3 separate regions of the Muntiacus reevesi genome follow, and regions 1 and 3 are each linked to region 2. Evidence: chromatin contacts called from public Hi-C data. All regions are on one chromosome and are shown on one strand. Each heading gives the region's core, a stretch centred on a gene start, on an enhancer-like site or on the middle of the called end of the contact. The rest is flanking DNA. Distances are from core to core; before and after follow the strand shown.

Region 1 (4,054 bases), core at 103-2,602, 700 kb before region 2:
GTGACAAGTGACAGTGTGAAAAATCCCATGACATGGCCCCAGGAACCGACCTGTGGGGATGATGGGGTTTCTCAGGGAGGAAATGGGAGCTGCAAGGAAGGGGCTGCCCCTAGAGGTAGGGAGATGTCTGTCTCTCCCTGAAGGTGGACCCAGCTGAGGTGGAGCAGGCTAGTGAGCAATGATGGGGTGAAGGAGGACACTGGTACCAAGTCCATTATTCTTTGGAAGGGGATCTGAGTCTTGGCCTGGGAGGCTGTGGGGAAAAGTGGCTGGAGCAGGCCCTAGGCGAGGATCATCTGAGAAAGGGAGCTGCGGGGGACAGGAGGTGGAGGTAGATCAGGGAAGTAGTATGTGAGGGGCTGTGGAGGGTCAGCCTGGGACTTGGGGGGAATGGGGACTGGGGAGAAGGTGGGAGGTGACTGTAGTCTGCAGCTGGGAGTACTGCCCCTCATTCTCCCCTCAACTCCAGCCTCTGACTTGGCTTGTCTAAGCCCTCAGAACTGAACTGGCTCATTCTGGGGTTATAAGTGGGGGTTCTGGCTGTTCCCACCAAAGGGGGAGGAACAGATTAGTGGGTCATTGGGAAAGACTTAAATGCAGAGAGGATGGTTGAGCGGAGGTCCCAGAGGAGACTCTTGACCTTTTTGGATGGGGTGGAGGGTGGGTTAGGGCTGGTAAAAGAAGGGATGCCCTTGTGTGGAGCTCTCAGCTGGTTCCACTTGCCTGGTAACAGATGTGGCAACCATGCCTAGAGAGGGGCTAGCTCTGCAGGCTGGTCACAACATAGGAAGGGACAGGCCCAACAGAGGGTGTTCCAATTGCCTTGAGATTCCAGGAGAGCAGAGGGGGATGCACAGAGTAGGAGGTGCTCTTCGTGGGGGGCCTATGTAGAGTACTGAGTGAAGTGACTGGACTTCACTCAGTGCTGGACTGATACATGGTGTGATGTGTTTGCAGAAGAACAGTTACCATTAGAAGCAGTGTTAGGGATGGAGATCAGTGCCTTTCTTAAATTCCAGGCCTCTGGTGGACCTGGATCTCTTGGAGTCACTGCCCCCCTCTCCTTGAATTGGAAACAGAGAACTATGAGTCAGAATAACCTGGACATCTTTCTGTGGCCAGAGATGCCGATGCCAAGGAGGGCCCTGGGCCACTCCTGGGCCCCTCACTTCATCGTGATGTGCAATAAACCCAATGGCCCCAATGACTGGAACAACTGGCGTGAAGTGTCTGATTTCCTGCTGCGGCCCCTTAACATCCCCTACAATGCCGTCCATGCCTGGGTGTGGCTTGGGGGAGAGTATCACATGTGTCTTTCATACACTGTGGCGTCCCTCCTTCAGCAAACCTGCCTCTCAGGGAGGGAGCCCTAGCCTGGCAATCACACCTGTGACCTCATTTCTTCTGGCAGCTGAGTGGTCAGTGGGCCTTGGGGAGCGACTAGACTTGGGTTCCAGTCTCAGCATAGCCCTTCTAGCTGTGTGGCCTTGAATTTGTCACTCTTCTCTAAACCTTTGTGTTCTTGGGGGTAGATTTAAGACAACAGTAACCAGTCATCTCTTCCCCCCAAGGAGCTTAGCACAGTGCCTGCCATGTAGCCTGTCCCAGGTCATGAGAGGTATCAGCTCCCATGTGTCTTTGCCCAGGCCCAGCCCCTCTCCTTGCCTCATTGGCTGGAGCCAGGGTCCCACGAGAGAAGGTGCACACGTGGAGTCTCCAGGGCCTTGGGGGATGGGAGAGAATGGGAGGGGTGAAGTGTCAGTTCCCCATTGGTCTGGGCCAGGTGTTCTGAAGCAGCCCCCACTACACACACACACAGATGCACCCACACACCTGCATCCCAACCACAGCCCTTGCTTACTGAGTCAGCTCCACCGGCCATGAGGCTGTCACTGCTGCTACTGCTGCCGCTGCTTGGGGCCTGGGCCATCCCAGGGGGCCTTGGAGACAAGGCCTCACTCACTGCCACTGCCCCTGAGCTAGACGATGAAGAGAAGTTCTCAACTCACATGCCAACTCGCCTGCGATGTGATGCCTGCAGGGCGGTGGCCTACCAGGTGAGTCCCCCCTCCCCCAGCAGTTCTGCCCCTACGCAGGCCCCTTCTCAAGCCAGACCCTTCTGTCTGCCTCAGGTTCTACCACTGGCCTTTGATCCCCAAGCCCACCCCCAGGCATCAAGCTAGACTCAGCCTTCCATGATATTGCCATCTTCACCTCAACAGAACCTCTGTGCCTCAGTTTACCTGTCTGCCCAGCAAAGAGCAGACAGACCATCTCTGGGACGTGAGGGAGTCCCTAGCTAGTCCTCTCTCTTCTCCCTTTCCAGGCCGATCCTGAAGTCCGGACTCCTTCCCAAAGCATGCCTGGGGAGCATGCGGGTTTGTGCACGTATGCATGTTTGTCGAGTTTGTGAGCCCATGAGCATGTGCGGGTGTCTTGAGTTCACATACAAACCTGTCAAGTGTGTCTGAGTACTTGTATGTGTGTGTGTGAGAGTGTGTAAGTGCTATGAGTACATGTGTCACTGATGACTGAGTGGTTTTATTTTCTTTCCTTGTTCTTGTGGTTTTATATTGCATGTGGTGATGGTGGGCAGGTGTGCCCTGTAGGAGGGTCCCCAGTGCCCAGGCTAGCTCAGCTTTGCCCACCCACCCACCTCATCCCAAGGCTGTCCTGCCTCAGCTGGTGCGTTCCCAGCTCTCTGGACCTGGGGGAGGGCCACGAAGTCAGCCTCACAGGTGCTTCCTGCTCAAAAGATTCCGTTGCATCGTTCTTCCTCTGAGACTCAAGCTGCTACTCTACCCCGCCCCTCCTTCCTCACTGAGTAGTTCTGAAGCCCTGGTTCTGAACCCCTCCTTGTTCCAGATGTGGCAACATCTGACAAAAGCTGAGGCCAAGCTTCTCCCACTGGACTCTGGGGGCCGTCATGAGCTGAGCGAGTCAGTATACACAGACGTCCTGGACCAGAGCTGCTCGCAGACCTGGCAGGGGTGAGTTGGAAAATCTGGCCTCTGCCTCACTTCTCCAGGGGCAGGCTGATGAGTGGGGGTCCCCATCCTCCCGCTCATACCATACACACTCCACAAGGTCTCCGGCCCAAGGGTAGGGGCTGGTTGGGACAGACACTGAACTCTGGAACTGGGAGCAAGCAGAAGAGTGGGTGACCAGGCGATAAGGGTATTGTGTGACTTTGGGCCAGGGGCTTCCCCTTTCTGGTCTTCAGTTTTTCAGCAGAGAGGACCAGAATCTGGGCACTAAACTTGGTAGATGTCCCATGTGCCCCGCTTCGGGTAGATACAGGCTCCACTGATGCTGTCTCCCTCTCCTCCCTCTGCCTCCAGCTATGGAGTTGGAGAAGTGGACCAGGTGAAACGTCTCATGGGCCCAGGACTTAGCACAGGGGCACAGCCGAGCGTCATGGTGGTGATCATGGACGGACTGTGGCCCACCAGGTGATGACTGGAGGGCTGGAGTGGGATGGAGCCCTAGCAGCCTTGATCTGCCTATTGTAGGCAGGGCAGAGTCTGAGGCTCCTGCTGGGCTCCTCTAGGCTCTCCAAGACCTGCTTTCAGTACCTGGGGGAGTTTGGAGAAGACCAGATCTATGAAGCCCACCAACAAGGTCGAGGGACCCTAGAGGCGCTGCTGTGTGGAGGTCCCCGGGGGGCCTGTTTGGAGAAGGCTCCAGACGCAAGAACAGAGCTCTAGTCCAACTCCTCCTTCCCGGTCAGCCTCTGAAGAGAGCTGGCCTCCTTCTTGATCTGCCTCCCTCCTTTCTGCAGGCGGCCTGGAGGGCGGGTGCAGGGAGGCCTCACTCCCTCCCTCCTCCAGCCTCAGGGGCCTGGAATGTGGCCAGGGCCTTTCCCTCTGGACTCAAATAAAACCAGTGACCTCGATTCCTTCTCTCTGCAAAAGATTCTTGGGGGGCTGGGAGGATAAACATTGGTGTTTCTGCTTGAGAAGGTCAGGGACAAGCCCCACAGCTTCCCAGAGGTAAGTGAGATCTGTCATGGTTGAAAATGTGAGTGAGCTGTCAAAGGCACATGAAGTCAGTT
Region 2 (3,601 bases), core at 894-3,393:
CTTTTTCCACATAGGTCATTACAGCCTATGGAACAGCATTCCCTGTGCTATACAGTAGGTCCTTATCGGTTACCTACTTTATATATAGTAGTGTGCATACCTCAATCACAAGCTCCCAATTTATCCCTCCCCTCAATGTTCTTCAGCATCAATGTATTGTTTTAGTATACAAATATCCTAAAAATAAGGGTCATTAGACTTGGATGATTGCAGAAAAATCTACTTCTGAGGGAATTAACAAAATAAGAGAAATGAAAGCACTAAGTAGACAAGTAAGGATAGTAAATAACAAATAAGAGTGTGAGGGTACTTCTTAAAAGGACATGTATAAAATATAAACAATATAAGGTTGGACCTTTATTTTCTTACTCCCACTTCCCTTCTAACAAGGTAAACTCTTCAGCTGTCTTCTTTCCCTCCCAAACTTCCCCAAAATTTCCTTCACAAGTCCTCACATCGGAATACTGGAGCATCTTTCTCTTTTGAAATTGGACTTTGAGACTTAAGAAGTCACTGGCATACACAACCCATGCCCACTGTCCCATGCAACAAGGTTTCAAGATGGGTCTGAGGACCTGTTACAGAACACAAATTTGTGTGCCTGACACACAGTGAAGCCAAACCAACCAAAACAGGAGTTTGGACCAGAGAAAGGTTTTTTTTTCCCCCCAGAGAAAGGTTTTATTACAGGGTCAAGCAAGGAGAAAGGGTGGCTCATGCTCTAAATAAATCCCTGAACTGAGAGCTTTTAGAAAGTACGTTTTTAGAGGAAAAATTTGGGGTGAGGGCTGCAAGGCATGTGACTTCCTTCTGATGGGTTGGTAGTCAGGAATCTTGCCCTCAAGTTTAAGTTACCATCCTCTATCTGGGCAGGGCCTACTTCCCACAGAACTCATAAATACTACGTATATTCAGGTGATGTTAGTGGTAAAGAACAAGCCTGGCAAAGCAAGCAACAGGGGTTCAATCCCTGGGTCGGGAAGATCCCCTAGAGAAGGAAATGGTAACCCACTCCAGTATACTTGCGTGGCAAAATTCCACAGAGGAGCCTGGTGGGCTACAGTTTGTGGAGTCACCAAGACACAGCTGACCACACACTCCCTGAGGAGGAACCATGACCGTGCCCCAGTGCTGTGCTATTCTTACTTGACTACGCCTCTCTTGTTCCCGTCCCCTAATAAGCAACTGTTTAAATCTGCCTTTTGGAATTCAGGGTACCTTAAAGAAGCTAAAAGAAGTCTACAAACAAGAAACCGGGGGAAAAGAAGGGCTTTCCTAGCCCAGGTGGAGCCCACAGGGGCCTGCTTGGTTTCTGAGCCTCAGTGAGGCCCAGCAAAGCTGGGTAGTAGGATCCTGAGCTCAGGTATGTTTATCTCTCGACGGTCTGCACGCTAATTAGCCTAAGATAACCCAATGCTTTGTATGAACGAAAGTCTTCTTTAGTAGTTCAAAACCCAAGGTCCCTGTGCTAAAACACAGAAAGAATTCGCCTAAGGTCTCCATATGCAGGTGTACTTCAAGTTACTGCAACAGCAACAGGCAGTCAAAACACAAAGGACGAGCAACAAAGATTTTAAACCCCACGTTTACATTGAACAAAAACGCAGGACAAAATGGCGCCCTCCACGAGAAGGAAAAGTCAGCTCGCGCGGACCTTGCGGCAGCCAGGATCTCCCAGGGAAACGGGGGTGGGAGGACGAAACTCACGTGAGCTGGAGCACCCTATGACAGCGGTAGTCAGACTCCACCCAGTTCTTCACTACTCCCTGTGCACATGCGCTCCAGGACCTCGGAGGGCGGCCAGTTGCGCAGGCGCAACAGACCCCTCCTCTCACGTAACTGACGCAAGGAGACTGTAATCTGTTCGCAGTTTATCCCGTGTGACCTTGAGTCCTTCCTGCCTCCGAGGACCGGGGTTGTCCACAGTTTTGCCTTATACTACTCTTAGGCCTCCTCGTCTCTCACGGAGCCCTGATCTGCCGCAGCCGGCACAGAAGGACATATTGTTCCCAACTATCAGGCTTCGAAGCGTAGTAGCCATAGGCCCTGACTCCGGGCGCGGCGTACAGGTATTCTCTGATCAGGCAGCACGGGCGGCGCCTCAAGAGGATGAGCGGGCTTCCAGGCCGCAGCGGTCAACCCCCGCCCCCCACCCCACGTGGTAGGAGGTTTCCAGAAGCGCTAGCACCTCTGCGCCGCGCTACCCTCGGCCGTCCGAGCGCCTCTTTGCTGTCTCATACTTCCACCGTCTAGCAGCCATGATAAGCGCCAGCCGAGCCGCAGTATCCCGTCTCGTCGGCACCGCAGCCTCCCGGGGCCCCACAGCCGCCCGCCACCAGGTAAGGGACTGCCGGGCCCTCCCCGAGGGGCTCACGGTCTTGGGAGTCAATGCTGCAGGCCGCGGCCTTCGGGGTCAGAATCCTACGGGAAACAGGAGAGATGGAAAATAACAGACCCCTAGTATTCAGTGTTGCTGATTCAAGGATTAATTCAGGGTTTTGCCTTTCTCTCTTTGCTGAGTCACACCCCTTGGGAGCGTAGTTTTATTTCACCGTTATATTTCACCAAGTAGCTGGTAGTCGTTCTGATAGGCTTTTTGATACGGATTACGCAGTTTTGGCCTTGAGGTCGTAGTCTATAGGGAAGGAGAAGCTATTATAGTTTTCATTTTCGCTTACGGGTAGAAGAAGGAGTCTTCTAAAATCCGGAGTGTGCAAGGACCCGGTTACTGTGATATGATGAAGGAAGCAAGAGCATCCGAGCAATAAATTAAAAGTCAAGCTCTGATTTTCTTGTTTGCGAACATTTAATAGTTGTTTTCCCAGAATCATCATCTCCGTTATTTCAGAAAAAATAAGCAAATCGGGAAAAGGCCATGGAGTGATTGCTCATTGTCGTGTAAGACTAGAAATACATCTTTTGGAATTGTGTTTCTTTGCGCTCAGGTTGAGTAAAGGACGACTTGCAATAGCCTGAGGTGAGAATGTAACAAAGGTCTTTCATCCTGATCAGAGGCCACTCCTGACATTTTTCCCCCCACTCCACATTTCCCCTGCCCCAAACTGATTCATAAGTTTGCTACTTCTAGTCCCCTTAAACATTAGCTTGGCAACATCAGGGGAAATAGCTCAGATTAAGTTAAATCTATATTTGCAACACACACGTGTGGATCTTAAGTGGACACTGCTGTGATAGTGAAATTGAGTAGTTATTTTGTAATGTATTTTTGCTTCTCTAGGGAATGTTTGGCAGTGTTTGAAAATGACTTTGGTGGTTACAATCTGGGTAACCATGCTACTAAGTTCTAGTTGTAAAGATCCAAGTTGTTGCTGAACACCCTGCATTGCATAGAACAGCCCAGCTCCCAGCAAAAGTTTTGTTCAAAATCAATAATGCCAAAGTTGAGTAACCTTTTGATAATGTAATTCAGGACAGTTTTACATGAATTTGTTTGTCTAACTTATTTGGAAAACTTACACTTTCTTGGACTTGATTGCTGTGTCAGTACCGTTATGCCTGTTATACATAAAACATCTTACTATTTCAATGAACTTTATGCATGGTAGCCACTCATAATGAAAACCTCAAACATTCACATATC
Region 3 (3,816 bases), core at 286-2,785, 620 kb before region 2:
CAAACCTGTCAGACCAGAACCATTCTCCACGTTAGGTTTCTCCCTGCAAAGGCACATGTTTGCAGATTTAACCTCCATGGAAAAACATTTATGCTGGCATCCTGGTATAGTTAACAACAGAGTAAGCATGAACCAGGCCCAGAATGCCAACCAGCTATCGGGCTGCTGTTCTCCCAGCAGTGTAACACTTGCCTAGGTACACGGAAACCTAGGCAGCTGCCTACAGCTGGGGCCAAAGGTAGGCTAATGGTGCTGCACTTACCTGGGGCTCCATCCGCTCAAAAATTCACAGCTGGATGCTCTGCAATCAAAGCACTCCAGGTTAGAGACAGACAACAGTTAGTGAACACTTGTGTGGCGTTCAAGACCCCTACCCTCAAAACTCCCTTAACTTAGTGAGGCCTGAACCACAGAAACAATAGTCAACAATAAAAGAGCGTTCCCTTGGTTAGCTTTATTGTCGTCATCCTTACTTGCATACCACAGCAGTTCAACAGTAGCAAATTAATGGTCTCATCAACAAGTATCAGGAAGCTTGGCTGTCACTCAACAGCCAAATGACAGTGGGCAAATAACCTCTGTACTTCAGTCTCATTTGTAGAATGGGAGTGTTGTACACAGGGTGTTTGGGAGGTTTAAATGGAATATAAATTAAGTGCATAAGATAATATCTGCTATAGACTGGGAACTTACTCTAAGCAAAGAGATGATGAATACTGGTGAGCAGAAAGGGAACTTATCCTGGGAAAGTAATGGGCACTGAAAATTGGAAAGGCTGGTTGAAACTAGATTGAAAAGGGCCTCAATTATGTGATCTCTTGAACCATAAAAACAGCATTTTAAAAAATAACTGGATGCAGTAACGAATGGTAAAGAAACTGGAGACAGTTAGGTTGCCAATCCTGCCAACGACCCCAACTACTGGTTGAAAACAATAACCAAAATGTTTGCAAAAATGTTAACACTCCTACCCATTCCCCCTTACAATTTACCTTGTTTGTATAAGGTGAGAGTATGTAAGACAATACTTTTTCCCAGCCTTCCTCTAATTTCACCCCAAAACGCTTCCAAACAATTAGAGGAAAAGGAAAATAGAGGGCTCGTTGTCCAGGTCTAAAAACGAATCTAAAAATAGCCCGTCCCTTTCGGCGCTCGGATAGAACTGACGGAGCTCCACCCGACCACGTGTTCCTCGCGAACCTTCCCAAGTCCCTGGCCCTGGTGCCTGGGGAACAAGGCTCCCCGACACCGACTCTCGGCAACTCTCCAGGGACAGCAGGGATGGTAGAAAACAGGGGGGATTCTAGGGGTACTATCCCTCAGCATTTCTTCAAGATGCCCTCCAAACCTGGGGTCACTAGGGCACGAGCCCCAGTTTCGTCCCGTGCCTCGGAAGAGGCCTCCCAACCACTGTCTCTCGCCCCTGGCTGGTAAACCTCCAAGGCTTCTCCCCACTTTGCCCTTACTCACCGGCATGTGTCCGGAGCTCGGTAGGGACACTGCACCCGGGGCAGAGACCGCAGGGGAAAAGGGCAGTCTGGAGTCGAGGGGAGCTCCGCCCCGGGGAGGCTACTGGGCGGGCCCTCGGTGGGCGGGGCCCGGAAACCCCGCCCAGGAAAGCGTTACGAAAATGGGAGAGCTGTGGTAGAGGTGGGCATACTCTACACAGGAGCTAGAACCAAGAAGAGAAAAGATAGAAATCCGAACAAGCGCTACGGTTATTTGATACCCACCTCATTTATACTTACGCGTGGAAAGCGCGCTGGGTTTGAAACTGCTTAAGAGAAAACTTGGTGTGTCCGAGTGGGGCGGTGCTTCCTGTCAGCCCACAGCGAGCGCCGCGGTTCCTCGCACACGTGTGTGGCGCCTTCTGGTTGCTGCAAGCTCAGCCCACGCTTTTTCCACCTCCCACGCAGATCCTCTTCCACGCATTTCTGTCACATAGTCAACGGATTGCCCACGCACACAGGTCACCTTGGTTTTGGGGATCTCTCCAGGAGGTTTTCGCCTGGATTATGCTAGTCACTCCTACAGCCTAACCTGCGGGAACACATCCCCGGGGCCCTGCAGTGGGATCTTTAGCTGAGCTGCAGCAGCTAAAGAGTACTGGCTTTCTCTGCCAAGCTTCCCTTCCACCGTGGCACAGTCAGCCAAAGAGGCCACATCTTTGGTCTGGACGGGTTGCCCACCAGGTTATCAGCATTTCTTTTGGACACTAATCCTCCCCTCACTACTTGGAGTCGATATGATTCTCTCCTGCTGAACATTTTGGTGAAGCTGAGGATGAGAAAGGCAAGATCCAGTAGCAGTAATTCCTAAATCCTTTCTATAATTTCCCAAATTCTAAAGCCACTTTGTTCCTAGCATCTCCCTGCCCCCAGCCCCCAGCATCTGGTGGGCTCTGCCCATCTATTGCACCTGGCACCTTTGTCAGGTGAACCCTTGGGAGTAGCCAAAGTCCTTGTCATCTGCCGGCATATTTTATTATCTATTTCCTCAGGTATTTCATAACGGGAAAAAAATGTGCTTCCTATAAACCCAACCCTCGCAGACCTCTGCTGAGAAAGCCCAGAGTCCTACATTGATTCCAGGGAAAAATTTCAGGCTCTAAGGATAGCCCTGAAGTGGCAAAAACAAATTCTTCCCAGTTTGGATGGAGTTGGACACAGTCTCTGGTAGGAAAAAGGCTTACATAAATACAGTAATTAAAAATGTCACATGATCAGTGGTGGGCTGGTAGGCAGGAGATCTGCTTTGCAGTTAAATAGGAATGTGGCTGAAGACTGCTGCCCTAATCAGTGCCCACATCCAGCTGTCACAGTGTGTTCATAAAGGATGGTTATGAGAGCTATAAAATTGGGCAGATTGGGTGGATAATTGTCCTGCAGAGCTCTGCTAAAGGAGAAATTGCATTGGCGTCTCATATATTTTGCTTTCTTTTGTTTCATACACGTAAAATGGAGAAGGCACAGCTACCCTGAGGATTCGTGGAAAGGAAAGATGAAGTCTGTGTGAAAGTGTGCTTGTGTGCTTTCAGAGCACAGACAGGAAGTAACTGGGAATAGAGAGACACCAGGGCCTTTGGAGACAGAAGGACCAAATGACTTGGAGTCAACTGAATTCACAGATCAGTCCAAGGAGAAGGCAGGATTTGTGTAGAGGGAAGGTCAGTCATTATAAGTAAGGCTGAGAGATGGGCCATGTTCTCTTGTGGTATTGAAAATGGAGTCACCTTTTTAAGGTATAGGCCATTCGGTGTCCTTTTGAGGAAAACCTAAATTATGATTTCTTCATTTTGCAGTTAAAAAGTCCTTTATAGTCTTAATCTTCATGCTTTTAAATTCCGAATTCATTTTGGTGAGTTGTGTATTATGTGGTCTTTTACTTATAGTATCAACTACTTTTTTACCTTTTTGTTTGTTTCTTATTCTTGCAAAGACAAAATTGTTAGGAATAATAATGGAAAAGAAAAGGGAAAATTTTAGAAAATAAAAAGCAGCTAGATGAAAGGCAAAGGGTTAGAATAGGTCCATTAGCCCCGAGTTTGACCTCATAATTGAAAAGCTGGCCCCAAAGGACGCTAGGTTTCCAAGCTTCTTTTTTTGTTTGTTTCCAAGCTTCTTGCCTGTCTTTCCCTTTCTCCTTCATTTATCCTCTCCGTCTTGCTTCCTTACTGGACGTGTCTTGCCCTTGAGACTGCTCTTTTCCTCCCTTCTCTGGACAAGAATCACCAGTAGAGAAATATTTAATCATTTGTTCAATTAGTCAATCAGCCAGTCAACATTTACTGAACATCTACCATTTACCAGATCCTGG

Evidence for each region. Hi-C and Micro-C count contacts between places; a contact is called where the count stands out from the background.
Region 1: a contact with region 2 is called in a Hi-C map of muscle, with 5 times the contacts expected there. The contact joins the promoter of MZB1 here to the promoter of HSPA9 in region 2. A contact is called at or near these places in 2 of 3 Hi-C or Micro-C datasets (blood and muscle).
Region 3: a contact with region 2 is called in a Hi-C map of muscle, with 4 times the contacts expected there. The contact joins the promoter of MATR3 here to the promoter of HSPA9 in region 2. A contact is called at or near these places in 2 of 3 Hi-C or Micro-C datasets (blood and muscle).

What each region holds. Positions count from the first base shown.
Region 1 is chr1:228,545,128-228,549,181 of mMunRee1.1, reverse strand. MZB1 (marginal zone B and B1 cell specific protein) reads left to right here and starts at 1,352. Exons shown (of 4, transcript XM_065918673.1): 1 at 1,352-2,057; 2 at 2,866-2,990; 3 at 3,342-3,452; 4 at 3,551-3,895. The coding sequence starts at 1,881. The coding sequence ends at 3,707. It overlaps PROB1 (proline rich basic protein 1), which reads left to right. Exons shown (of 1, transcript XM_065918669.1): 1 at 1-1,216.
Region 2 is chr1:227,851,327-227,854,927 of mMunRee1.1, reverse strand. HSPA9 (heat shock protein family A (Hsp70) member 9) reads left to right here and starts at 2,143. Exons shown (of 17, transcript XM_065918645.1): 1 at 2,143-2,339. The coding sequence starts at 2,259.
Region 3 is chr1:228,465,556-228,469,371 of mMunRee1.1, reverse strand. MATR3 (matrin 3) reads right to left here and starts at 1,535. Exons shown (of 17, transcript XM_065918662.1): 1 at 1,471-1,535; 2 at 263-301.